Linked DNA regions of Mus musculus: all the other regions are linked to region 5. A link is a contact called in public Micro-C, capture Hi-C and promoter capture Hi-C data. All regions are on one chromosome and are shown on one strand. The core of a region is the stretch at or near the end of the contact, and the rest is flanking DNA. Distances in the headings are between cores, read along the strand shown.

Evidence for each region. Promoter capture Hi-C pulls out the DNA fragments that hold promoters and counts their contacts. A called contact is a pair of places that touch in the nucleus more often than the background predicts. Capture Hi-C pulls out chosen DNA fragments and counts their contacts.
Region 1: a contact with region 5 is called in a promoter capture Hi-C map of hippocampal neurons, with 4 times the contacts expected there. The contact joins the enhancer-like site here to the promoter of Tril in region 5. A contact is called at or near these places in 4 of 39 promoter capture datasets (cranial neural crest, embryonic stem cells, hippocampal neurons and 1 more), 1 of 484 Hi-C or Micro-C datasets (bone marrow-derived macrophages), 4 of 115 datasets of contacts at active chromatin or transcription factors (bone marrow-derived macrophages, embryonic forebrain, embryonic midbrain and 1 more) and 2 of 9 other capture datasets (adipose tissue and liver).
Region 2: a contact with region 5 is called in a Micro-C map of embryonic stem cells, with 5 times the contacts expected there. The contact joins the promoter of Creb5 here to the promoter of Tril in region 5. A contact is called at or near these places in 5 of 39 promoter capture datasets (cranial neural crest, embryonic stem cells and liver), 6 of 484 Hi-C or Micro-C datasets (all in embryonic stem cells) and 1 of 9 other capture datasets (liver).
Region 3: a promoter capture Hi-C map of liver shows a contact between it and region 5, with 2.7 times the contacts expected there. The contact joins the promoter of Wipf3 here to the promoter of Tril in region 5. A contact is called at or near these places in 4 of 39 promoter capture datasets (embryonic stem cells, liver and stem cell-derived epiblast-like cells), 1 of 484 Hi-C or Micro-C datasets (embryonic stem cells) and 1 of 9 other capture datasets (liver).
Region 4: a Micro-C map of embryonic stem cells shows a contact between it and region 5, with 3 times the contacts expected there. The contact joins the promoter of Plekha8 here to the promoter of Tril in region 5. A contact is called at or near these places in 1 of 39 promoter capture datasets (embryonic stem cells) and 2 of 484 Hi-C or Micro-C datasets (both in embryonic stem cells).
Region 6: a capture Hi-C map of macrophages shows a contact between it and region 5, with 5 times the contacts expected there. The contact joins the promoter of Jazf1 here to the promoter of Tril in region 5. A contact is called at or near these places in 1 of 39 promoter capture datasets (embryonic stem cells), 1 of 484 Hi-C or Micro-C datasets (embryonic stem cells) and 1 of 9 other capture datasets (macrophages).

Annotation. Positions count from the first base shown.
Region 1 is chr6:54,384,403-54,388,262 of GRCm38.p6, reverse strand. All of the region lies in intron 3 of 9130019P16Rik (RIKEN cDNA 9130019P16 gene), which reads left to right. Among named protein-coding and RNA genes, the nearest start is that of Wipf3, 43 kb to the left of the region's middle. Within about 2 kb of position 1,607, at least 32 of the 459 cell types and tissues checked have an H3K27ac peak or open chromatin away from gene starts, as enhancers often do. A contact at or near this core is called in hippocampal neurons, where this site is marked.
Region 2 is chr6:53,285,767-53,289,839 of GRCm38.p6, reverse strand. It overlaps Creb5 (cAMP responsive element binding protein 5), which reads right to left and starts at 2,537. Exons shown (of 11, transcript NM_001327821.1): 1 at 2,467-2,537.
Region 3 is chr6:54,427,944-54,432,248 of GRCm38.p6, reverse strand. It overlaps Wipf3 (WAS/WASL interacting protein family, member 3), which reads right to left and starts at 2,563. Exons shown (of 9, transcript NM_001167860.2): 1 at 2,389-2,563. 9130019P16Rik (RIKEN cDNA 9130019P16 gene) reads left to right here and starts at 2,028. Exons shown (of 14, transcript NR_033635.1): 1 at 2,028-2,928.
Region 4 is chr6:54,593,510-54,597,361 of GRCm38.p6, reverse strand. It overlaps Plekha8 (pleckstrin homology domain containing, family A (phosphoinositide binding specific) member 8), which reads right to left and starts at 2,251. Exons shown (of 14, transcript NM_001164361.1): 1 at 1,891-2,251. The coding sequence starts at 1,930. It also overlaps a transcript of Fkbp14 not described here.
Region 5 is chr6:53,818,891-53,823,153 of GRCm38.p6, reverse strand. It overlaps Tril (TLR4 interactor with leucine-rich repeats), which reads left to right and starts at 2,329. Exons shown (of 1, transcript NM_025817.4): 1 at 2,329-4,263. The coding sequence starts at 2,919.
Region 6 is chr6:53,066,956-53,070,635 of GRCm38.p6, reverse strand. It overlaps Jazf1 (JAZF zinc finger 1), which reads left to right and starts at 2,012. Exons shown (of 5, transcript NM_173406.3): 1 at 2,012-2,183. The coding sequence starts at 2,069. It overlaps Gm33097 (a long non-coding RNA gene), which reads left to right and starts at 2,641. Exons shown (of 2, transcript XR_377680.3): 1 at 2,641-3,680.

The DNA of each region.
Region 1 (3,860 bases), core at 358-2,857, 570 kb before region 5:
AACACTCTGATTCTCTTAATGTTTAGTGTGTGTGTGTGTTGCAAGCAATATGAAACTGACATCTCAATTTGTATGTGCAGTTGTTTCTCTGCATTAGAAAAAGACTGAATTGCCTAGTTATAAGCTACTGGCCTAAACCTTTTAATTCATTCTGCCCATTGCTCTGTGGCTGGCTTGGCCCCTTGAGCTTCCCTTTGCAGTGGGGTTAGACAGTTCTTGGAGTTTGCCTCCAGACATTCGGTTACTCAGAGCTTTCTGTGCTTTTTGAGCAGCCAGCCAATTCTCCCGCCCCTGCCTCCCTCTCACTTCGGTAGTGCAGGGAACATAGGCTTCAGCCCCTGCATCTGGATTTTTACATGGATTCTGAGACCCAACTCGGGTCATCAGACTTGCAAGACCATCCTTCTGCCTCCTAAGTCTTTCCCCTGTTCCTCCTTCAACTTACTGTATATTCTGTAAGGCAGAAATCAGGAAGCTGAAAACACAAGCTAGCAGATCCCTCTATTTTCGTGTCTTACCGCCTGTTATGTTGTGAATGCCGATTAGATCCCACAAACAGGATGTAGGCATTGGAAACTAGATGGTGGAAACTGGGCAGGGGCATCTTTTAGTTGCCTTTTTATGGACCCAGATCAGGCATAGGCATAAGTGGAGTTTGTTTCCTTCCCACCCTGGAAGTGGTCCAGTGTTCATTCTCCAGACCTGTGAGTGGCATGCAGTCATGCAGGAGCCATGGAATCGCGGCCCACTGACTCCTGTTTGGTCCTGCACCTCAGTTGGGAGGCCTTTTTCCCCCCTTATACTCAGGACTTCCAAGATAAGCGTCTTGATCTCTTGGTTTTGTACCTTTTTAGTTGGAATAGGTGTGGCAGGGTTCCAGACCGCTCAGTTCTACAGCATTCTGGGGTCATTCGTGGGAGTCTACCATATGGCCTCAGTCAGTTTCTCTGTATTAAGTCCCCTTCCACATACAGTCCCTAGGTGTGGTTTGCTTTCTCTTTCTGTATTGACTTGGCAGATGCAGGCTTGCCACATTGCTTCCCATTCTCAGTGATAGACAGGAACCCTGTTTAACCTTAGTTGCTGGTCTCAGCTTTCCTGTGGGTAGATCAGGTTGGTAAAGTTTTGGTATTCAGCACAAGAGATTTTTAATACACACACACACACACACACACACATCTGCACCCACAATGTAACAGGTAGTAAGGCATGAAAATAGAGGGATTTGTTTGCTTGTTTTTTTTAAACTTCCTCAACTTGCTGATTTCTGCTGTATATATAGTATACATATAACACACACACACACACACACACACACACACACACACACACACACACGAACTGACAACTGGAAGAGGGAAATCCTAAGTTGAAAGAGATCTCAGACTAAGAGGTCTATATCCTGCCTCTGGCCACGGCTCTACCCTGTTCTAGTCAAATGACCTTCAGTAAACTCCCTTTCTTGGGACTGAGTTTCTTTCTCTTTGAAATAATGAATTCCAGCTGTCTTCCAAAGCTGATTTTAGCTCAAAGACTCTGTTCCTACAAGGTCATTGTGTGTGATATTCATCAGAGGGCTTGGTGCTATATAACCTCACCCATCGAAGCAGCAGCATCCTTGCAAATGGCATGCTCACCCACTTGCTCACCAGCCTGCTAGCCGTAGTAGGCGCTAAGTTGCTTGCTCTGTCTGCTTGCTGTTCTGTTTTCTATTAATAGTAAATTGATGTAAAATTGCTGTTCCTGAGACTTGGAGATGTTGCCATTGGAAACAGGCTCAATTCATCCACATAACCATTAAAAAAAAAGCAAGGTAAATGTCATCGTGAAAATGGCAGTTTGTTTTCACAGACTATAGACACCACCCTTTGAATTTGAAGGCTGGCTCCAAAGGTGTATGTCCCCCCATTGCCAATGCTTGGGGCAGCAAGGGCTAGCCGTGTCTTTGACTCTTGGTGTCTGACACCATATGAAGAAGTCTAAAATGAACACTGGTCTTCCCTGCTTGTACTTGTGTTACAACGGAATACAAAAGAATCTGTGATTAACATCAAGTAAAAGAAGTCTACTCTAGTTTTTCTCTTTCTTCTTTTTGTTGAGGCCCAGTGAGATTGTATTACTTTCCTGTAAGCCGTTTCCTTTGCTTTCAAAAGTATTTGTTATTCTTGGCACATGCTTTCTTACTTACTTGCGTACTTACTTAGAAACAAGGCCTTGCTGGCTTTGAATTCCCAGAATCCTCCTGCCTCAGCCTTCCTAGAGCTGAGATTATGTGTGCCACCATATTCAGCTTGCCTGCTTGCTTTCCCTCCTTCCCTCCCTCCCTCCCTCCATCTCCCTTCTTTCCTTTCTTTCTTCCAGTGTTATTGAGATGTATGGTTCACCTGTGTGAGGATCACTGACTGGTAAAGTTTGATGATCGTATGCAGACATTTAACCTCTATCACTGCCAAGTTGTATGTAGAAGTCCACCATTCTCCTGAAGGGTCTGATCATTCCCCAGGTGTCCTCCACACTGCTCCCTCACTCCAGATAGCCACCAGCCGGCTTCCGATCAATGCCATTTTACCATTAGTAAACTTTCACTAGATGAAATCACTTATCACTCATACAGTCTGTGTTTTACCTTTCATCTCTATTGGGGATTTTGATATTCATCTATATGGCTATATACATTATTTTACCCATTTTCCTATGCAATATCCCATAAAATGAATATACCATAATTTGTTTCCATTAACCAGTTCATTGAAGTTCAGAATGTTTTAACTTTTGGGTGCTTTTAGGTGATGCTGTTTTTACAAAGTGGTCACACCACCAGTGCTATTTAAGTGAGAGTTTCATGTTCTAATGTTCCTGATCACATTTGATAACATCTTTAAATTCTGTGCCTGCCTTGGCTGGACCAGCACCAGTGTAAAAGTCATATCTGGAACAGTCCCATATGTCATAGAGAAACCGTTCTGGTCAGGGGTAACCAGAGTAACAGATTCGGATGCAAAGCTTCCTCTAGATTAAGGAAATTATACAACTTTGAGTCTGTGGCTGTTAATGGATTTTGTTTTAATGCTAACACTGGGCCTTTAAAAAAAAGATACAAGAAACATTTTAGGCTCTTTCCCCCATAAGATAATGTAAAACAACAACAACAACAAAGGAGTCCAAATCTATCATAACTTTTATTATTCATCAGTGAATTCAAGCCTCACTCTGACATGTCTGCATCTACTAGCCCCAGATAAGGAGCCAATGACAGGTCAAAGTCCAGACACCACCAAAGTCCATCTTATCCAACCATTGAGTTTTATAGTGGTTACAACAGAACAGAAATGACTTGGTCAGTGATACCAGCAAAGCCCATTCCAGCATGGATGGTGGCTCTCGAGAGCTGGAAACCTGAAGGCAGCTCAACAAGCTAGAAAGTGTCTCCTCTAGGCAAGTCAGTTGGTTTGACTGATCCTGAGCTCATCCTGTCTCTGCTTTGTCCAAGTAGCTTGGCTGGTCTGAGTGTCTCCCAGTAATCTTTGTATCTTATATATGATTCGGGGCTGGAGGGGGGGGGGCGTGTGTCACCTAATGAATCTGGTCAGTTTTAGGGATTTCCTGAAGCTCTTGAATTGTTCACCTTCTGAACTTAACAGGTGGAATGCTTCAGCTCCACTTAGAACATATTGGGTCTTAACGAGCTTTCCTCTAAGATGAAGTTTTTCTCGAGAAGGAAATTGCCACATGACACCACAAACACCATTTTGCTGGGATAGAGTTGCCTCTGATGGATGGGCACATAACTAGGTTTGGGAAGAGAAACAGTGATGTATATGCAAGCTGGAGACGGATGGGGGCACAGAAACAGACTGCAG
Region 2 (4,073 bases), core at 1,288-3,787, 530 kb after region 5:
ATCACAAACAAGAATTTTAACATTTTCAATGCCCATGCTTCCCATAGGAGACTTATGCCACTTCATCGCTAGATGCCAATAAATAATGCTGCCACAAACTTGAAGAAGGGGTGTCAAGCGATCTCCAGCCACGAGCTCCACAAAGCCTGCTCTATGGCCAGAGTATGTTGGAGAAAGTAGATCTAATTATAACCAAACACGTGTTCTTCAAGAATGCCACCTATTTAGAACATAAAATTTCCTCTACTTAGCTTCCTCCATCTCCAAATCAAAACGCCTTCAAACACCTTGTCCCCCAGCCCAAAGCTTCTGCCTCTGTCTGTTTTTACTGGATTTCTGCTATCATTATTCACTCACGCCCAAAAGTTTTCACTCTTTGTCCCCGAAACAAGTCACACGTGGTGGTGTTTTTGCTGCTGGTGTTCTTTTAAAGAGCAAGTGGGGAAGAACTCAGTTCTCTAAATTGGGCGTTTAACTTCCTCTACAAACATAGAAACTCAAGGATAAGGATAAGAAAGTACCGCGCGCAGCAGCAGCAAAGTGTTGTATGGTACTTTCAGCTCTCAGACACTTCCTTGACTTTGGAAATAAAATGTCAAATCTAGATCCTTTCCCGCTAAACCTGATTTAGTCAGGTCCTTCATCCTTCTCCTAGGCTCGGTTCACGGGGCTCTGGGCTCTTAGCTGTGGCTTATTGCTTTCCTAAGTCACTGCAGGCACAAGCTATTAGCATATAAGGCTTCTAAACCTTTCCAGGGATTTTTCTATCCAGGCTGAACATTCTCGCGTGGGAAAAACGGGCCTGGATAGTGCCTTTCTTAAATAATAGAAAAGGGCAGATTGAGCGTTCATCAGGTACTGAGCTCGCTCAGGCACCAGAAGCTCTTCAGCTCACTCCTGGGACAGCATTCCCCCTGGGGGAAACTGTAAAAGGCGGGGGCAGGCCGAGTGATAACGAGGTGGGCGGGAGAGGGATGGAGGAAGAGGGGTAGGGAAAGAGAGGGCAATAGCTGTGTCCAGAGAACCCGCAATTGCCCCGGGGGATGGGGGCATAGTTGCTTTGACAGCATTCTGAGCCCCCAAACCCTTGAATATCTGAAGCCCTTAATAAAACACTTACTGGCCTGCAGAATGACGTAATGGACCTGTAGCCAGCCTTTATTCTTTGACACATGTCAGGAAGAGGGAAAAATAAAAAACCAAGCAAGCGTTGCTGATACTGACAACGATGTACAAGTAGCCCACTCTAGTTCCCAGCGTTGAACCAGCATCAAGTGGGGGCGGCACTCGTCCAGGGAAAGCTGGAGCTTTTTCTACTAGACACTCCCTGGAAATAAATCTATGACTAGAAAATAAATGAAAAATTAAAGCGGGCTATAGTCCCTCTAAAGTGGCTTAGTGGGGGCGGTGTCTGCTTGTCTCAACCCTTTAAGAACTTTGTGAAAAGTTTAAGCGGTTCGATAAAGAATCTGGCTCAAAGGCAGACTCTGTCGCCCGGTCCTGAGAACCGCCTGGGTGCAGTGCGGCTCGGGCCCCAGCTGTCATTTGGGGCAGCAGCCCGGAAGAAGTAAGAGTGCCAGCGCAAAGGGGACGGAGGCGGGAGGCGGCTGCAGGAGTGAAGGCGAGGGCTGCGGAGCACTCTCGAGCTGGAGCGCCTGGAGCGAAAGTCAAGTCCCCCTCCAAGGCAACCGACCCTCCCGCTGCAGCCGGCGGCCGGTCGCGAGAACTGGCAGCGGCCGCTGGGCACCCGGGAGAGGGAGAACCCCCTGCGAACTCGCTCGGCTGCCCCTAGGTGACCAGGCGACTTTGCCGCAACGGTTGGAAGTTTGCTAACTTTCTCCCGGGGTTCCGCTGCATCACTGAGAAACGGGATGCGAGGAGGCTCCAGGTTCCTGGTCTGTTGCTGCTGCTGCTACCACTGCCGCCTCCGCCGCCGCCACCACCACCGCCGCTTGACCACACTTCAGAAGGGTTCCACACCATGCCGGGGCTCTGGAGGCAAACATACACCCCCGATTCATAACTGTTCCCCGTGTCAGGGAAACTCACGCGCGCTCCCATACACGCACGCACACTGGGTCGGACACGGCGCTGGCTCCACTCAGCATCCCTCCAGTCGCACGGCGCAGCAATCACCAAGAAGCGCTCCGGGACGGACACGGCGTGGGGTCTCTGGGTGACTACAGGACACAGCACAACTCCACAGTCCACCAGCAATTGGGGCCGGACTTCCTTCTGATCCGCCAAAGTGTTTACAAACACAAATCAAGGGGGAAAAAATGCATCGCATCCTTTCTACTCCTTGCCCTGTGACCTGCCCATTGGACTAAGTAACCTCGCGGCTGCAGCGATGAACCAACCCCTGCAAACAAGGACGCTCCGGAGTCGGCTCGCGCGGCAAGTGCAGCGAAAGTGGCTAAATGCAAAAGGCCCAGAAGTGGCCGCGCCGTATTTTTAGGAACTTACCAAACAAGTGTGGAGAAGGCAAGAGCCGAGCCCGGGTGAAGGGACCACGTTGGACTGAGCAAAGATTACAATACATTCTATTTAGAGTGCATTACATCACCCCCCCGGTGACGTCACGTGGGATTCCTGAACTTCTAAATCATTGCGGTCCGTTGGGGAAAAGGAGGGAGAGAGGGGCGGGGCCCGCACGCCGAGGGGGCGGGCCCGGTCTCCGCCCCGCCCAAATCCCGCCCCTCGAGCGGACCCGGGTGCTTGCGGCGGCGTCCGCGATCGCGCAAGCAACAGCTTGCACAGCCCAGCGCCGAGTAACACGGCCCCCCGACATTAGTGGTGTGAGTCAGCTTGGAAACAATCCTGAAGGTTTCAAACAGAGCCACGCAGGAGACACCGGCACGAGCTCTTCTGCAAGAAGTGTCTGTAGGGTCAGAAAGAAGTAAGGTTTGGGGTGTGTGCATGAGGTGGTAAGGATGCTGAAGGAGGTAGAAAGAGACATTTACACTTACAAATGCAGGCCACTTCCTACTTCCCTACCCCAGCCACCGAAGATACCCAGATCCTTTGCCTGTGACAGCCATGACCTCATTGCAGCGTTCTCTGCATGCTGGCTTCTTAGTATCTCCATTTCGCCGCCCCTCTCCTCATCACGCTCAAGGGCATATAACTTCTTGTGCACACTCAGTAGGACTACACACAGCCTTCCCTGGTCTCGCACCTTGCATGTGCTGACCTGTGAGAGAATCTCTCTAAAGGCGAAAGGCGAATCTCAGCCAAGAGCCAAATGATGAGCCGGATTTAGACTCCGCGTCAGCGCCGGAAGGGCCCTGGCCATTGCTTCCAGAGCCTCTGCTACTGGCCCAAGCTCGCCGGCTGGGAAGCAGTCGAGCCAGGGCTAGAATACAGGATCTAGGGCCAGGTCTGCAAAGGGAAAAGAGGACTGACCTTTTTCAGCATGGGCCAGAAGCCACCGCTCTCACCTTCCTCATCCCTGGCAAGGGCTAGATTTCCTTTTGGAAGCTCTCTCTCCCTTTGGGGAGCATTGAAAGCCTGTTCGAAATGACCACTGTCATCCAACAACAGCTCACACTTTGCCAAACACTTGAAGCCACACCATTTTCTTCTTCCTCATATGACTTTGACAGAATAAGGAAAAGCGGGGAGTGTGTTGTAATTATCTCTATTTCACAGCTGAGCTGAGGCAGACAGACTCAGAAGGCTAGGAGCTCTCCTGATCATCAGGGACCACTCTAGCGCATGTCTAACCCCAGATCTCACCTGGGTTCCTTGGTAGAATCAGGCATATTAATTCTTTTCTGATGGCTGACTGGTTAGAACTTCAACTAAGAGCTTGCTGGCTGGGAGTTGGATCTTTGCTTAGGAACAGTTTAGCCCCCATTAACAAACAATAATGGCTCCTGACATTTATGTAACATCTGACATTTATATAGTGCCTCTCATCCCAATGCATCACAGCCTGACTGTGTAGTCTGCCAGAGGATCATGACTAGACTGGCTAGGAATCGTAATGCTTTGCCCAAATTGTCACATTTCTGAGCTGGTTTTGACATACTAAGTGGAAGAGCTTTCTATTTCCTTTCTGGTTTGAAGTG
Region 3 (4,305 bases), core at 1,314-3,813, 610 kb before region 5:
AGGCTACCTGGTGAAAACCCTGTCTGTTCTTCAGTGCTAATTGCATTTGATGTGGCGGCTCTCTCTCTCTCTCTCTCTCTCTCTCTCTCTCTCTCTCTCTCTGGCTCTATTATCCCTTTTGTGTGTGTGTTGGAATGACTGCAAAATCTCAACCTGTACTCTACGGTTGCTGAACAATAATCGCCTAAAAAGAGCGTTGCCAGGCTGGGCCAGCTGGCTGTCTCCCATTCCTGAAACTGAATGTTCTTAGACACACGCGCTCTCCTCCGCCCCTTCTGCTGCCTGCTGACTCAGTGTAGCACCAAGTCACACTCCCAAGTGCCTGAAACCGAGGCTCCTGGAAGGACTAAAAAGGGGTATACAGCAGCTCTACCAAGGCAGCCTGACATCTCTGCGCAGATTTGGGCACCAACAATTGGATGTGGGCGGTGCACTTCCAGTTTGAAGTGTACAGACCCAGGTCCCTGTCCTCGGCACACTCAGCTAACCCCTGTCTCTTTGCATTTCTCATCTGTGGAAAGGCACAATAGTTACAGGAACCACAGGGCTTGAGTTAATGCATATGGAAGCATCTACAGTGCCTGGCCATTTCCTGCTACTTCCCCACTGGTTTTCTCTCCCCTGTCCTTCTCCCTGTTTTCCTGATTTGGTTTTGCTTTAAAATGCATCTCTAAAGTACATTAGCTGGCAGACTTCAGCAGCCTGTGCCCTGCCATGCCCAGTGCCCTTCAGCATCAAATATCCACTTACGTTGTTATTGAAGTAAAAAAAAAAAAAAAAAAAAAAAGCCCCAAGTGATGTGCACAAGTCTAAAGCACACAACTTCCTGAGTTTCTATGTATGGGGAGCATGTCTAGACCTAAAGTGCCTTGAAGGTCTGCCCAGGCCAGTAGGAAGCCCAAAGGCAGTCCACTTCTGACCTCTACCACTACTTTACAGTTTAGAGAGGACAGCTTTTAGGAGAAGGCTGGGACTGGACAGGTAGTTTATCAGTGGAAACTCTGATCTTGTAGAACACTAGGACTCATTCCCAGCACCCACATAGTGGTTCAGGGACATTACATCCTTAACTCTAGTCCAGAGGATCCAGTGCCCTCTTCTGACCTCTAGGGGTTTCCTGGCACAGAGTCGTGCATAGACATACATGCCCGAAAAATACTTACATAGAAAGTAAAAGGAGTGAACATTAAAAACAAGGCTAGAGTGTCTGATGATTATAATACTAACTGGCAGCAAGAAACCCTCTCCTGGCCCTCTCTGAGGTGACGAAGGCAAAGACAGTGAGGCACACAAGCTTTTAAAGTCACACAAGTCTGCCCAACAAATGCTCTCACTTACATCCAAGGACCCCAGGCACAGAAGAGGAATACCACTGTCCCACTGGAAACTTTCCTCAGAGAGTCCCCAGACTGTGTGTGTGTCAGAGATACTTCTGGTTTTTCCTGAGGCCATTAGACAGGCTTCCTGGGTTTCTGGGCAGAACATCTACCCAACTCAGGTTCTCACACTCATGGCAGACACTCCAAGCACACAGAAGACATTGTTTCCACAGGGGAATGGATGCCTGGCATCCTACAGGAGAGCGTGTTCTTCTCCCAAGCTTGCTCCCCGTGAGCTCCTGGCTAGGTATCCGGGGGAATGGCCACAATTACCCAGTCCCGCACACCTCCAAAGGACTTTAAAGGCCATTTGTGGCCAGATGTAAATGGCTAGAGATAATGGATAGACAGACACATACACTCTCTGGCTCCTGACCTAGGCAGGCTTACAGATAAGCCTCGGGGAGTCAGGACTCAGCTCCTGGCCCGACTCTGTCACCAGGAACTGTGTGACCTTGGATAAGTCACTTTTTCCCTCAGGAATTGGCTTTCTTTCTGGGAAATGGTCCAGTATCCTCAGTCCTTGTCTGATTGTGCAGGTTCCCAGATCTCTCCTAATCGCCAGGGACCCTTCCTTAACATCCCCAACACAAGCAAGATCCGCCCTTTTGTTCTCAGGGGAGGGGTGGGGGGTGACGTGGGGGAAGGGAAGCAGAGCCCCCTTGGGGCATCAGACTAAGAGGCCTCCGTGCCAGAAGCTGATAACGGAAGAGTGCTGTCCTGGGAGGTCACCAGGGAGCCCTGAGGTGACCTGGTGTAGCCATGGTCCCTTTCCGACCCGTGGCGGGCAGGGAGCGAGTGGTTGCCGCTAGGGCTGCACGGAGCAGCTCCCAGACGTAGTCGCGGCTGGGGACTACAGTTTGGAGAGGGTCCTGGGCACTCTCACTCACCCAGCGTCTTTGACAACGCGGGAGGCCACTCTACCTCGGGACTGTCCCCAATACCCTCCGCGACAACCCCAATCGGCCACTTACTTAACCCAGGGCCCGGACGCGAGCAGAGCAGCTACCTGCAGCTGGCCGTAACCCGGCCGACTGGACTTTAGCTGGCGCCTCCGTCCCCGCTGTCCCCGTCGTCTCCGTCGTCCCCGTCGTCTCCGTCGTCCCCGTCGCCTCGAGGATCCCGGCTGGGCTGCAGACAGTGCCTGGCGTTGCTTCTGCGCGCCCGGCTAAGCTGGACTCTGCGCTCCTCGCTCGCTCCCAGCCGGGCTTAAGCGCTGCCGGGACGCGGAGGCGGAGCCGCCGCCCCCACCTGCTCCTGGCGGCCGCCCTGGAGCCTCGCCGCCCAGCGCACGGGGACGCGGTCCAGAGGGCGGGGTCGCTCTGGCACCCAGGAGGCGGTCCTGGCTGCGCGGCGGCGCAGCTCCCAGGTACAGAGTCCCGAGTGTGAGCCACGGGGACAATGGGGCCAAGGGCTGGAGTTCCCCTGCACGCCACCTCGTCTATATATTACAAACATTTCTGAGCCCTCGCTAAGCCCCAGACAGCGCGTATATGCAAGGGGACAAAAGGAGAATGGGACAGCCGGTTGTCCCGATGAGCACAAGCAGGTACTTACAATACGGAGCCAAGAGAACATCCAACGTGTACAAAGCAGAGGGACACCCAATTCAGACCTGGGCTTGAGAGGCAGGGGTGGGTGTGTGGGTGGAGAGAGCTGGGGGGCGGGAGGGGGAGGTAGAGAAGCTTGCTCTCAGAGATAGGTGAGCACAAAATATCCTGGTAACACAGGGAGGTAAGTAGCTTCCGGTGGGGCAGAAGTGGGAAGAAGGCAGTTTGAAATCTAGAGTGAAGCGAGTCTGTCCCATTTCCCTGTCCGGCTGTCCAGAGCTTGGAGAATGCTGGAGATTTATGCCTGAGGCTCCTGTGTACACTCAGCTGCTCCAAGTGCAGCAATTCAGGCTGGCATTTCCTGCCTCTCACATCTTAGGCATACTTGTGTTCTGGTTCGAAAAGGAAGGAAAGCTCAATTTGCAGAGAAGAATTATTTCCATGGCCATGTAGAAATCCCACCAGGTCTTCTACGGAGCCCCAAAGCACAAACTAGTTGCATGGCCAGTCATTTATCTTACAAGCTGGGCGGTTTCTGGAGGATATACTAATTCAGCTTTTTAAATGCTTGATTCAAAGTGATGGTGTCTGCAGAGTGGGGCTATTTGGGGCTGAAAACATCATGAAGTTGTTGTGTTCAAGAACCCAGTGTCTCATGGCACAAGTGGTCCTTCTTGCATCCTTTTTCTCTGGACATTGCAACAGGATTCAGTCTCTGGGAGCCACGTTCCAAATACCTAAGCCGCTCTCCCCATCGTCTCTATGGACAGAATCCAGAGTGATGACCAGTTAAAGACTAAAGACTATAGTGCCAGTGCCTTTCCTGATCACCGAGACTTTCTTAGCACACTAGCTGAGTTCAATTCCCAGTACTACCAAAAGAAAACAAAGCAAAGCCCCTCAAACAACAACAACAACAACCATAATAAACCTTATCAAAGTTAATATAGTAGGAATAGATGAGATAGCTTGGCTAGTAAAGGCACTTGTTACCTGGCGACCTCCATTGGATTGATAAATTGGAAGTGGGAGTTGTGTGTATCTGTGTGTCTGTCTGTCTGTCTGTCTGTCTGTCTGCCTCTGCCCTTCCATTCCCTATTCTCTTTATGCTTCAGTATCTAGTGATGCTACACCTAGATTTTAACCAAGAAACAACTAATGTGTTACCACCACTATCTACAACAGAGTAGAAGATGGAGACAGTGTGGTGTTGCTAAGCACCTGAGACAAAGCCAGCAGCTATCCAACTCTGGTCTATTTATTAGATGGAAAAAAAAAATGCTGTTTGTATAAACCACTGATATGGGGGCTTCTCTCTCTCTCTTTCTTTCTTTCTTTCTTTCTTTCTTTCTTTCTTTCTTTCTTTCTTTCCTTCT
Region 4 (3,852 bases), core at 1,002-3,501, 770 kb before region 5:
CCAGTTTTCTTTAATGGTATGATCCTTAGCGGGCCCCACTCCCAAGAGTCTCTGAGCATCATTAGCTGCAGGAGATGGAGGAGAAAGAGGAGGAGCAGGAGGACGACTTCAAGGTGAGTAGGGAGTGAGGGTGGAAAGGGTGGCTATGGGAAGAGGGATGAACATGAGCAAAAGGAGCTGTGCGACATTCTCAGAGAACTCGGAAAATATTATTCTAAAGGCAAAGGCTTTCCATCTAAGTTCATCATTCACTCTCCGACAGCAAAGGAGAGCAGAGGGAACCCATGTGATCTTCCTAAGCTAGTGCCATTCTCTTCCAAAGTAAGGCCGTGTTGAATGAAAGCCAATGTGCCAACCGACCCTCAATTTTAAGCAGAGTAGTCTATCCAGAAAAGTAGTCAGCGGTGTGACAGCCTTCAGCCTTCATGGAACAGTGAGTGACACACAAGCCAAAGGAAAAGCAGCGAAGGCTCCAATGCCTTTAGGGCTTTGCCCAGAAGCCACTCAACAGTACTGTCCGTTCTTACTTAGGGAAGAAAAGAGTTGACTCTTACCATCAAACAGATGGCAGGGGCATCACAGAAGATAGATCCACAGAGACAGCTAGAAAAATGTTGGTGCAATGAAGGATACAGAAGACTGTGGGGAGAGGGCATTTTACTACCAAAAGTTTCCACACAGAAAGGGGAGGGAAAGGAAGACGGAAATGATTAAGGTGGGGCAGGAGAAGAAAGTGATTTGTGTGTGTCCGGGCTAGGGTTCAGAGGAGGACAGTAAAGGGTGAAGTTGACTCAAGGGTTTACAATTAAGATACACACCTACTTCTCAGCATTTAGGACAGCATTGGGAGAATGGCACCGTCAAGCCTTCTCTTAAACAACATGCTAATCGGCTTCCAGTATTCAAGGACCTGCAGGCCAGCTTTGAGTTCTTCCTGTATAACCTAATCTCTCTGCTGACATCAGTGGAGATCCTTGAAGTGAAGGCCAGGTCTTAAGGAAAACCTTCTCATCAGACCCTCGGGTAGAGATTTTAAAAAAAATGAATTAACTGTGCTAACTACTATACTACTTGGAGATTCCAGGTACATGCTGACAGGTGTACTTCTGCCTGTACTGGGCTGTGACTTCCTCAAAGTTACTCTGCCAGATCTTCACAAGCCATACACACCTGTCCTTACTACAGAACTGCCCCACCAAAGGATGGGGAAACCCTAGCTCTAGTTGGTAAGATTTCTAGTTTCTGCATCCCCACTGACACGTTAAATGTTAACCCATTTTCCCTAACAAAAAAGTTTAACTTTAAAACGCACCCAGCACTGTTCATATAGCATAGTACTTATAAAATACTGGCTGCTTGGATGAAAATAATGTTCGTTGAGAATCATCTTCAAAGCTGAGGAATAGTTCTAACTTCTGGATAGTTGGAAAGTGCTTCCAAGAGCTAGAAAGGGGGCAGGGTGCTATTTTAAGCCATTGTGCTGGGCAAGACAAGGACACCGTTGTTAATATCTGCATTCATTTTTATGACAGAGTTCTGAAACAAAAGAAATGTTCGGAGAGAAAAGGCCGATCGCCAGCGTACACTTCAGGGCTTAGGGCTGCGGTGCTAGAGTTCCACTACCTCGGTCGGCAGGGGGATGACCCTGAAGGTGCCTAGGGAGATCGACTGCGTGGAGACTCTGGAATCCAGGGGTTGGTGGCACTCGGCACCCTGCAGCTGGGCTGCGCGGCCCAAGCGAGGCCGCCCCCCACCCAATTCGCGAGATTGAGGTGGACCCCGCAGCGGACCCAGGCTGCCGGCTTCACCCGGTACCCAACTCTCCATCCGGGCCGCGAGCCGGCGGAGGGTGCCGCCTGGCGCACCGCACCCACGGAAGCCGGCACTCACCGCTCAGGTAGTTGGTCCACTTGTACAGCACGCCCTCCATGGCACCCGCGGGCCCCTCGTCGCCCCGGCCCGCCGCGGGGACGCCGGGCCGGCCTCACATCCTGGGCCCGGGGGCGGGGTCACCGCGACAGCCTGGGAGCACCAGCTCCGGGTCCCGGGGGCTGCGCCTGCGCCTGGCGCAGTCGGTGTGGACGCCGCAGAGCGGCCGCCAGAGAGAGGCGAGGGAGGCGCGGGAGGCGCGGCCCCTGTGGCGGCGGTCGCGGGCGCCTTCCTGCGGCCACTGAGCCCACAGCGCCCGCCCCGGCGCGCTCGCGCATGCTCACTGCGCTGTGCGCACGCTACCAAATCCACGCCAGGGTTTGGCCACTGCGCGGAGGGGCTGACCGGTGGGCGGGGCTCCGATGCGCACGCGGGTGGCAGGTCACCCATGGGGGTCTAGGCTCCAGGGATCCAGCTTTTAATGACAAGTTTGTCAGTGGAGGAGGATGCGGGCTGAGACCCGGAATCCTCGGATGAGGCTAGTCTGTAGTTTCCGGATGCACTTCTGTGTAAGGCGCTGTTCAAACTGCCGGCCTCTTGACTGGAAGCTTGGTCTCTGGACCGCAGACATTGACTTCACCTGGGCTTCTGTTAAAAAAAAAAAAAAAATCTCTCGGGGGTTCCAGACCTTTTGGATTAAAAATCGGCACTTTTACAAGCTCTCCAAGGGGAATTTCTAAGTACATGAAAGTATGAAAATGCACTGTTGTCAGGATTTTTATCCAAGAAAAGTGTCTATCACAGGTTAGATGGAAGGTGAATGTTGAGAAGAAGCACAACACAACCAAATGTTAGTGTTATAGAAATATGCTCTCAAGGGCTAAAGTGCAGGCATTTTTTCCCTTAGTGTAAGGTTGACAGGTTTAATAAATAATATATCACTTAGTTGGTTATTTGCCTGACTGCACACCTCAATGCCCTGTTTTTGTTGTTGTTTTGTTTGTGTTTTGTTGTTGTTTTAATCTCTTTTGGTGATTTCTAGTTTCTTCTCAGATTGCAGCAATGGACTACATCTGAAATGAGGGCAGCCGTTTAGAACTTTAAGCTGTATAATTGTTAAAACAAGTGCTCTCTCTCTCTCTCTCTCTCTCTCTCTCTCTCTCTCCGTCCTTAAGTATTATCTACTCACCACCAAGGTCACATAAGTGACGAATTATTAGCAGTCACTCATTGACAGCGATGTTTGTAGAATGAAATCAAGCCAAGTCTTAAGGTGGAGTGCCAATTCTTTTCGGCCAAGTGAACTTAAGCAGGGCACTAACTTCTAACCTAATTTTTTTTTTAAACTAGCTTCTCTCCGGGCTAGTTTTTTGCAACTTGATGCAGGCTAGAGTAATTTGGAACGAGGATCTCCGAACCATAAGATTTACCTGTAGGCAAGTCTCTACTGCTTTTTCTTAAATACTGATTGATGTGGAAGGGTCCAGTTCACTGAGAGTGGTGCCACCCTTGGTCAGGTGATCCTAGGTGCTATTAAAAAAAAAAAAAAAAAGCAGGCTGAGCAAGCCAGTAAGCAGCACTCCTCTATGGCCTCTCTACATCAGCTCTTGCTTCCTGATTACTGTTTTGAGTTCCTACCCTGCCTTCCCTGGATAATGGACTATGATATAGAAGTGTAATAGGTAAAAATCCTTTCCTCCCCAACTTGCTATTAGTCATGATGCTTTAACCCAAGAATGGAAACCCTAAGACACTGTCTAAATGGGGGGGGGGGGGGGAGTGGGTGGGTGGGAATAGCCACGTTAAGTTAGTGAGGATCTTGCACCAGAGTGTGCTTTGCGAACCTTAAAGCATCCTAGTAGGTCCTTAGAGTTTCTGTTCTAAATTAGTAACCATAGTTCTGAGCCTTTATTTGTGGCATCTTGAAGAAGGCTGCTTCTCAGTGTCTGGTCTTTCCAAAAACCCGAGTGTCACCTGGCTCCA
Region 5 (4,263 bases), core at 1,080-3,579:
CTGACCTTAGGCCACATGCTTCTCAAGAAGGTAAACTTGTGGATGGATGTGGTACCTGTCCCTTTTTTTTTTTTTTTTTTTTTTTTGGAGAGGGAATCTGAGTGCTGTGTGCTACCCTTTTATCTGTAGAGTTCAAAACATTCTTCCTTGCTAATGTTGGGTTGAGGGTGCCAGCAACACCTACCATCAGAAACTGTGCCTACTAACTAGAAACATGTTCCATTATACCCATTGTGTTAACCACCTGCAGCAAATGGGTTATTTCAAGAAGATAGAATGTGATCGAAGAGCAATTGTCTTTGAGACAAAGCTATGGTTGGTGCTTTTTCATTGGCAATACAGGCTCCCGATGGAAATAGTTGACACTGGTCTCTCTCTCTCTCTCTCTCTCTCTCTCTCTGTGTGTGTGTGTGTGTGTGTGTGTGTGTGTGTGTGTGTGTGCTCACGCACTCCTGTTATCTTTAGATAGTGGACAACTCCTCTGTCAGTCTTAGAGGTATCTGTATCTATCTGTAAGGGAGGGTAAGTGATCCAGCCACACTGCAGAGCCGTGTGGAGGTGCCCTTCCTTCCCTTTGCTTATCCTAGTTCTGAGAATGTCTGCAGAAGGTCCAGAGGTGATACGGGCTCCTGCCAATCATTGAGATTTGCTTCCTGCTATTCCCAATTCCATATGAGGCATCTCTCAGCTTCCCAACTGACCTCTACTTATCTGCTGTGGGAGGTGGGCACTTGGAAACAGGTCCTCTCCAGGCATCTCTGGGGCGGGCTCACCTGAAAGTCAGCAGCACTTGGGGATGGTTTCCTCTGTGAACCCCATATGATCCTCCTTCCCGGCAAGGACAGTGTCTCTGACCAAGACCAGCAGAACTGGCAAGGTATGTAACACTGTACCAGAACAGATTCTCCTCCTTCCTGCAGCTACACTCAGAGGAGTCAGGAGTTTGGGGTTGTCACAGTAACTGAAAAGTAAACTCCTTGTTTCATTTTAGTAAAACAAACACTTGTGTCTCCATAGTTGCCTTTTATTCGAAGCTCAAAGCAAAACACAGTAAACTGGGTGTACTTCACTACAGACTTACCTGTTTTAGTCCAAAACCCATCTCCCACCAAATTGGGGTCGCTGTTGTACCCATGAAGTCTTCACTTACCACCCTGCCAGGTTCAGCACATGGCTCCATCACTCCCCTTGATAAACTGCTCAACAAGAAAATGACATAACAGAGTGACTAAACTATTTGAATCTTTGCAGATTTCTCCTCTTCCTTGCTCAGTTTCCTAATGTGATCTGTCAGTGTGCCTCTCTTCCCATACAGACAGTCAGCCCCCTGAAGCCAGGATATGGGCTCTAATTTTCCACACTGCTAGCACACAGTAAATCCTGAAGGGCTACTTTCAAAATGTTGCTTTGCATGAACAAATAATAAGCAACAGCTATCTCTTGCTTGTTTTCATTCTTATCAGACACTGGCCCTAAGGGAACCCCGGATAAAATGGTGCACTATTGTGTATTAATAATAAAAGTTAATATCCGACACCTGGCACCCCCCAAGAAATCTAAGCCTGAGCACCTTGGAGCCTGAAAACGTTCAAGATTGCTATAAGCTCTGGCACAAAGTAGGCGGGCCCCTCAAGAAGCAATCTCCAAAGGCTCTGTGCAGCGTATTGTATACAGGCCCGGGTTCCGAGGCTATTTGAAGGGCTTTAACACTGCAGGAGAATTAATCTAGCTGAATAGCCAAGTCTGTCCGTGTCACAGTCACTGTAACAGTTCCACTTCTGAGCTTTCTTCAGAGGTTTTCCCAGAGCGAGAACCGGCAGATAATTCGGTTTAGGAACCTAAAAGAGGCGGTGCCTCTCCTTGGACATGAGCAAAGGACACCAGAAACCCAAACACTTTAAAAGGACTGAGCAACAGTCCTGTCAACAGTCCACTGATGGCCTTGCCAGGAAATCTTGTGTTCCCCTAAACTTGGAGCACGATGCCAGGGAATTCCGTGTTGTCTCAACATCTTGCAGGGTGGCACCGGGAAGAGAAGAGTAGGTAAAATGTAGGCGCCCTGCCTCTGCGCCGAAGCCGCCGGCGAACCGGCCTAAAATAAAAAGGTCTCTGTCTGCAATCCCCGTTTGCTCGCCCGGTAATCCACCCCCGCCCCCAGCCTGCGCGCCGACCCGTACAGCTGTTTTTAATCCCTACTTTTCTCACTTGGCGTCCGGGCTAGGGCTGACCAGACGCGGAGCCACTTAGTGTTTCCTCCTCCCCCAGCCGGGGTCTGTCCTGCCTCCGCCGTCTCCTCTTTCTCCGCCTGCATCCCCCGGGGGGCAGAGTGTGGGAAGAACGAATTTCCGCCGGTTTGCTCGCTCCACGCCGACATGGGTCCCTTCCGGACGCTGCTTGCGCGTCCCCCAGGCTGCTCACTCCGGCTGCACTCCCAATCCCCCCGGATCGCGAGCGGGCAGGCGCCGGAGACGTGGGCCTAGCGGCCGGTACTCTGCAGCCAAGCCGCACCCCAGCAGCTCTTGGAAGGGATCCCGCCTGCAGCGGGGGAATCCGTTTGGCGGGGAGAATCCGCGCCAGGGAATCCAGCTCTCCGGACTCCAGAGCAAACAAAAAGCACCAACTCTTGCTCGCTCCTCCCGCCCCCGACGCTCACCCGAAGAAACAGTTTTCTGCAGAAATGCAACAAGTAGCACCCCAGATTCGCCGAGCGCCCAGCGCCTTCTGATTTGGCTCCGCGAACTTGGCCTGCGGAGACCCGGGCGAGCCACCGGGACAAAGAGGAAGGGCTGGACGGAGCACCAGCGAAGTACGAAAGAGGCCTTTTTAGCGACTCAGGCCCGGCCGAGGGGAATGCAGAGGAGACACAGAGCCGGCCGGCCCAGAAGACGATCCGGCCGCAGCGCGCTGGGCGGGCGGCGATGGAGGGTGTGGGTGCCGTGCGCTTCTGGCTCGTGGTGTGCGGCTGCCTGGCGTTCCCGCCGCGGGCCGAGTCCGTGTGCCCGGAGCGCTGCGACTGCCAGCACCCCCAACATCTCCTATGCACCAACAGGGGACTTCGCGCTGTACCCAAGACCAGCTCGCTGCCTAGTCCCCAGGACGTGCTCACCTACAGCCTAGGCGGCAACTTCATCACCAACATCACCGCCTTCGACTTCCACCGTCTGGGGCAGCTCAGACGGCTGGATCTGCAGTACAACCAGATCCGTTCTCTCCACCCCAAGACCTTCGAGAAGCTCTCACGACTAGAGGAGCTGTACCTGGGGAACAACCTCTTGCAGGCGCTCGTTCCTGGCACGTTGGCTCCGCTGCGCAAGTTGCGCATCCTTTACGCCAACGGCAACGAGATTGGACGCCTGAGTCGCGGGTCCTTCGAGGGCCTGGAGAGTTTGGTCAAGCTACGGCTGGACGGGAACGTGCTGGGAGCGCTGCCGGACGCGGTCTTCGCTCCCCTGGGCAACCTGCTCTACCTACACCTGGAATCTAACCGGATCCGTTTTTTGGGCAAGAACGCCTTCAGCCAGCTGGGTAAGCTTCGATTCCTCAATCTCTCGGCCAACGAGCTGCAACCCTCTCTGCGCCACGCGGCCACCTTTGTCCCTCTGCGCTCCCTCTCTACTCTCATCCTCTCAGCCAACAGCCTACAGCACCTCGGCCCCCGCGTCTTCCAGCACCTGCCACGCCTAGGCCTGCTCTCCCTCAGTGGAAACCAGCTCACGCACCTCGCCCCAGAGGCCTTTTGGGGACTGGAGGCCCTACGTGAGCTGCGCCTGGAAGGTAACCGGCTGAACCAGCTCCCCCTGACACTGCTGGAGCCTCTGCACAGCTTGGAGGCACTAGACCTGAGTGGCAATGAGCTTTCTGCTCTGCACCCTGCCACCTTTGGCCACCAGGGCCGGCTCCGTGAGCTCAGCCTGCGCGACAACGCGCTCAGCGCCCTTTCTGGGGACATCTTTGCCGCCAGTCCGGCTCTCTACCGGCTGGATCTAGACGGCAATGGTTGGACCTGCGACTGCCGGTTGCGGGGTCTGAAACGCTGGATGGGCAACTGGCATTCTCAGGGTCGCCTCCTTACGGTCTTCGTGCAGTGTCGCCACCCCCCGGCCCTGCGGGGCAAGTACCTGGATTACCTGGATGACCAACTGCTGCAGAATGGGTCTTGCGTGGATCCCTCACCTTCCCCTACAGCAGGCAGTAGGCAGTGGCCGCTACCCACATCGTCAGAAGAGGGGATGACGCCCCCTGCAGGCCTCTCGCAGGAGCTAC
Region 6 (3,680 bases), core at 763-3,262, 750 kb after region 5:
GGCTGACCAGGCTTTTACTTTGGCAGGCACACTTTGTAATAGTAGAGGGTAGGGACTGAAGGTAGCCAAGAGGTATGTACTAATAGCTCCCAGCCCCCTTCCTTCCTCCTTTCCCTTACACTCTCCTGGCCTTTCCATGGAGGAGTTCTCTTGCTTGAGCCACCTCTGGGCCTCCTACACTCTCTGCAGTTGATAACTCCACATAGAGAGTCATTCCTCCTGAGAACAGAATTGTCACCTCAAGGCTCGGGGCACTCCCCCAGCTGCTGCAGAGTTGGGGTGCCTAGCATCTCTAAGGAGGCTGATCTGGCATCATTCTTGGCTGGAGTTTTCTCATTGCATTTCCATGTCACTGGGCGTGAAGTCTATCTGCCAGATATCCTGCTTGCTCTCAGCTAACGGCCTTCCTCCCTGTCTGGGCAGCAGGGCACACTGCACAGTTGCCAAAATTCTAATTCACGGTGGAGAATTCTACCTCCTGCTCTTTAGACCCTTGTCTGGCCCCAGCTTCCAGCCTAGCGGGTCCCTGGCTCATTATCAAGCCCTTGGGTGCCCTTCCCCCATCCTCACTTGGTCCCAGGAAATTATTTCTGGCAACAAACTGAACTTTAATGACCTGCTGCCCCAACCATACTCAACTCAACTCTCCCCTTGGCAAATTTGTCACCTTGTAGGCTCAAAGAAGCGACAGACCAGACAAAAATGTCGATGGGTGAGAGAACTCAGCCTCAGCCTTTGTGACTGGGAGATTGTGAAAATTTTCTCCGGTGACAGAAATACTGCATATGTCTGCATTTACATTTACACGAAGTGCCCTAACAATCCTAATATTAGAGATAACACAAGTGGTATATGCAGTTTAAAAAGACAGGGTTGTTATTTTTCTAGGTATATGCACCAGCGGGTAAATGAAATTGTTCTAAAGACAAATGCTAAATTCAGAATGCATGAATAAATTTTTTAAAAATTACACCCTCGAATCATGCACATCTCCTGGTGCTTCTTGAACACCTGGAAGAAAATATACACCTTGTAGGTAAAATGTAACTGCAACTGCGGTTGGAGACCAGAAGAGAACTGGTTCTTAAGAGGCTATCTGGTCAACAGTATGGCTTAAATGCTCACAGGATGATATAATCCTAACTGATTGGTGAAATCTTCTTTTTAAGTGAAAATCGAATTTGCTTTGACTTTCATTTCCAAACCTCTACACTTGCCCCTTTCGTCTTTGGAGCAGCACTGCCAGACCTGAGCCACAACACGGGGTTCAGGAGGTGCGGGAATTTGGGGTAAAGAAATTGAGATTTTTGTTTTCTCAGAAGAATCAGGGAGAACAAACGTGATACATATGTAAAACACAGTCAAATGCACTTGACAACCAAGCGCTCTATTTTGAAATTTAAATAAAGCTAAGATTTTTCTTCTGGCCTAGGGGGAAAGCTTCATTAAAATCAATTAGTTCCTACTAACCTCCAGAGAATACGGACTTTTTAATTTTTTTTTTTAAATGAGAAAGTTTAAAGAACAAGGTGCACACAATTACCTTTCCTGGGTCCCTAGTGAATACCATCGTCACACCTAGACAGGTGGCCAAGTGCAAACAAATGTCCCTAAGAGGGCTGGGTAACTCCCTGAGTGCTCCTCTGGGGTGAAAAGCATGTGTAATTAATAGATGTGTATCTATTAAGAATGTAGCGCGCATAACCAAGGGAGGCTCCAAGCGGACTGCAGGCACCTCACAGGGCGAAAGGGCAGGCCCAGGGACGTAAAGTTGGAGGCGGGAGCTGCCAGGTGAGGCCTGGGTCGCGGAGGTTGGGGCCCGCACAGCTGCAGGCGCGCGCCTGCTCCCTCCTCCCAGCCGCCGAGTCCTCCCCGCCCCCTCCCCCGAGCTCCCGCCGCCTCCCGCTGCCTCCCGGAGGCTCGGCGCTGCGCTCCACCTCGCGCCCCCTCTCCTCCGTCCCGGGCTCGCGCTGCCCTCCCCGCGCCTGCCCCCTCCCCGGCCCCTCCCTCCGCCTCCGCGCGCGCGGCGCTCGCAGAGCCGACTCCGGGGGGCTCTCGATGTAGCACCATGACAGGCATCGCCGCCGCCTCCTTCTTCTCCAACACCTGCCGCTTCGGGGGCTGCGGACTCCACTTCCCCACGCTGGCCGACCTCATCGAGCACATCGAGGACAACCACATCGGTGAGGCCCGGGTGGGCGGGGGTCGGGCGGCGGGCGAGCCCCGGGGTGGCGCGGGCCGGGCGCCCGAGAAGGTGCGGGCGTGGAGGGCCGCGGGGCGCGGGGATGGCCGGCCGCAGGGTGAGGGCGGGCGCGGGCCGCGGGGGGCGGGTGCCGCACGCCGCTTCCGCCCGGCCCGAGCTGTCAGGCTGGCGGGAGCCGGGGAGGCGCCGCGGCGGCAGCCATTCCGCTTCCTCCCCCGCCTGCGTCCTGTCAGCGCCGGTTGCTAGGTGTGGCGCGGCGGGAGGGGGCCGCGGCGGCGGCGGCGGCGGGCGCGGGGCGCGGGGCGCTGCGTGCTCTGAGCGGCGCGGGCGCGGGGCCCGGCCTGGCGCGGCGGCTGCGGTTCGGGCGGCTGCGGGCCGCGCCCATCCCTGGCCGGAGCGCCCCGAGGCCCCGGTAGCAGAGGGGAGCCCGCGGGCGGCGGGCGGGCGTGTCGCGGCGCCCGCGTTGCGGCTAGGCCGGAGGTGCGCCGGTCCCCGCGGGGCCTGCGCGGCGCGGGCGCGGGGACGCGGGGGAGGGGCGCCCCGCGGGGCCGGTTGTGTCTCCCGGGACCCAGGGACCTCCTAAGTCCTGCGCCCCACGGAAGTCCTTGCATCACATTTGCACGCTCATCCCCACCCCTGCGGAGGGAGATGGGTCTGGTGCTTCTGGCTCAGAAGACCCAGCCACCTGCAGAAGGTGTGGCCGCTCCCCGGAGTGGCCTGGTGGGTGAAGAGGGCAGCCGGTTCCCTGGGTGAGGCTACCTGTGAATTGCTTCGAGAAGACCAAATGAATGACATGGATTCGACCATGTGGATGCAGCTCACGTTTCTGCAAAGTTGAGAGAGTAAATCACGACTGCTGTGCATTTATGCACGAATAAAATGAGGCAGAGCCTCATGCCCCTTTGCTTTGTAGAATGCTTTCTCCTTGCACACAGTGGGCGCTTAATACGCGCTAAGTGCCAGTTTAGAGCGGGATTTGCTGGGCCATCCAGAATGGGAGCTAATCATGGAAACTGTCTGCAGAATGCCTTTGAAAACAGAAATCTGATGAGTAATTGTCAAGCTTTGAAATTTTTCAAAGTTTCAAAGTATCTCCTTAATAGTTTTCCCCATGTCTTCTGATAAAGGTGAGGTAAAGAACCTATGCTCTCAAGTATTGGTGGTCTGAAAAGCGGTTTAATAGAGTAGCAAAGCTGCTGAATCATATCGTGACTGAGTAGTCATAGCTAAAAGTGCTCCAGGTATAAAGTTTCTCATCATGGCTTAAACTGTAGTGATGCAGTTTCAAGACGAGTTTTCCCAGTTCCTCACTGGACTCCCCTTACTTATTAAACTAAACAGAAATGATAACAGAAAACAGTTATCCCAAGTTCCATCCATTTCATCAGTTAATTTATGTAAGTTGAATGAGTAATACTTTTATCTGGTTAACTTTCTTAACTTGGGACTACCTGCTGATTGAAAGATAATTTAGTTT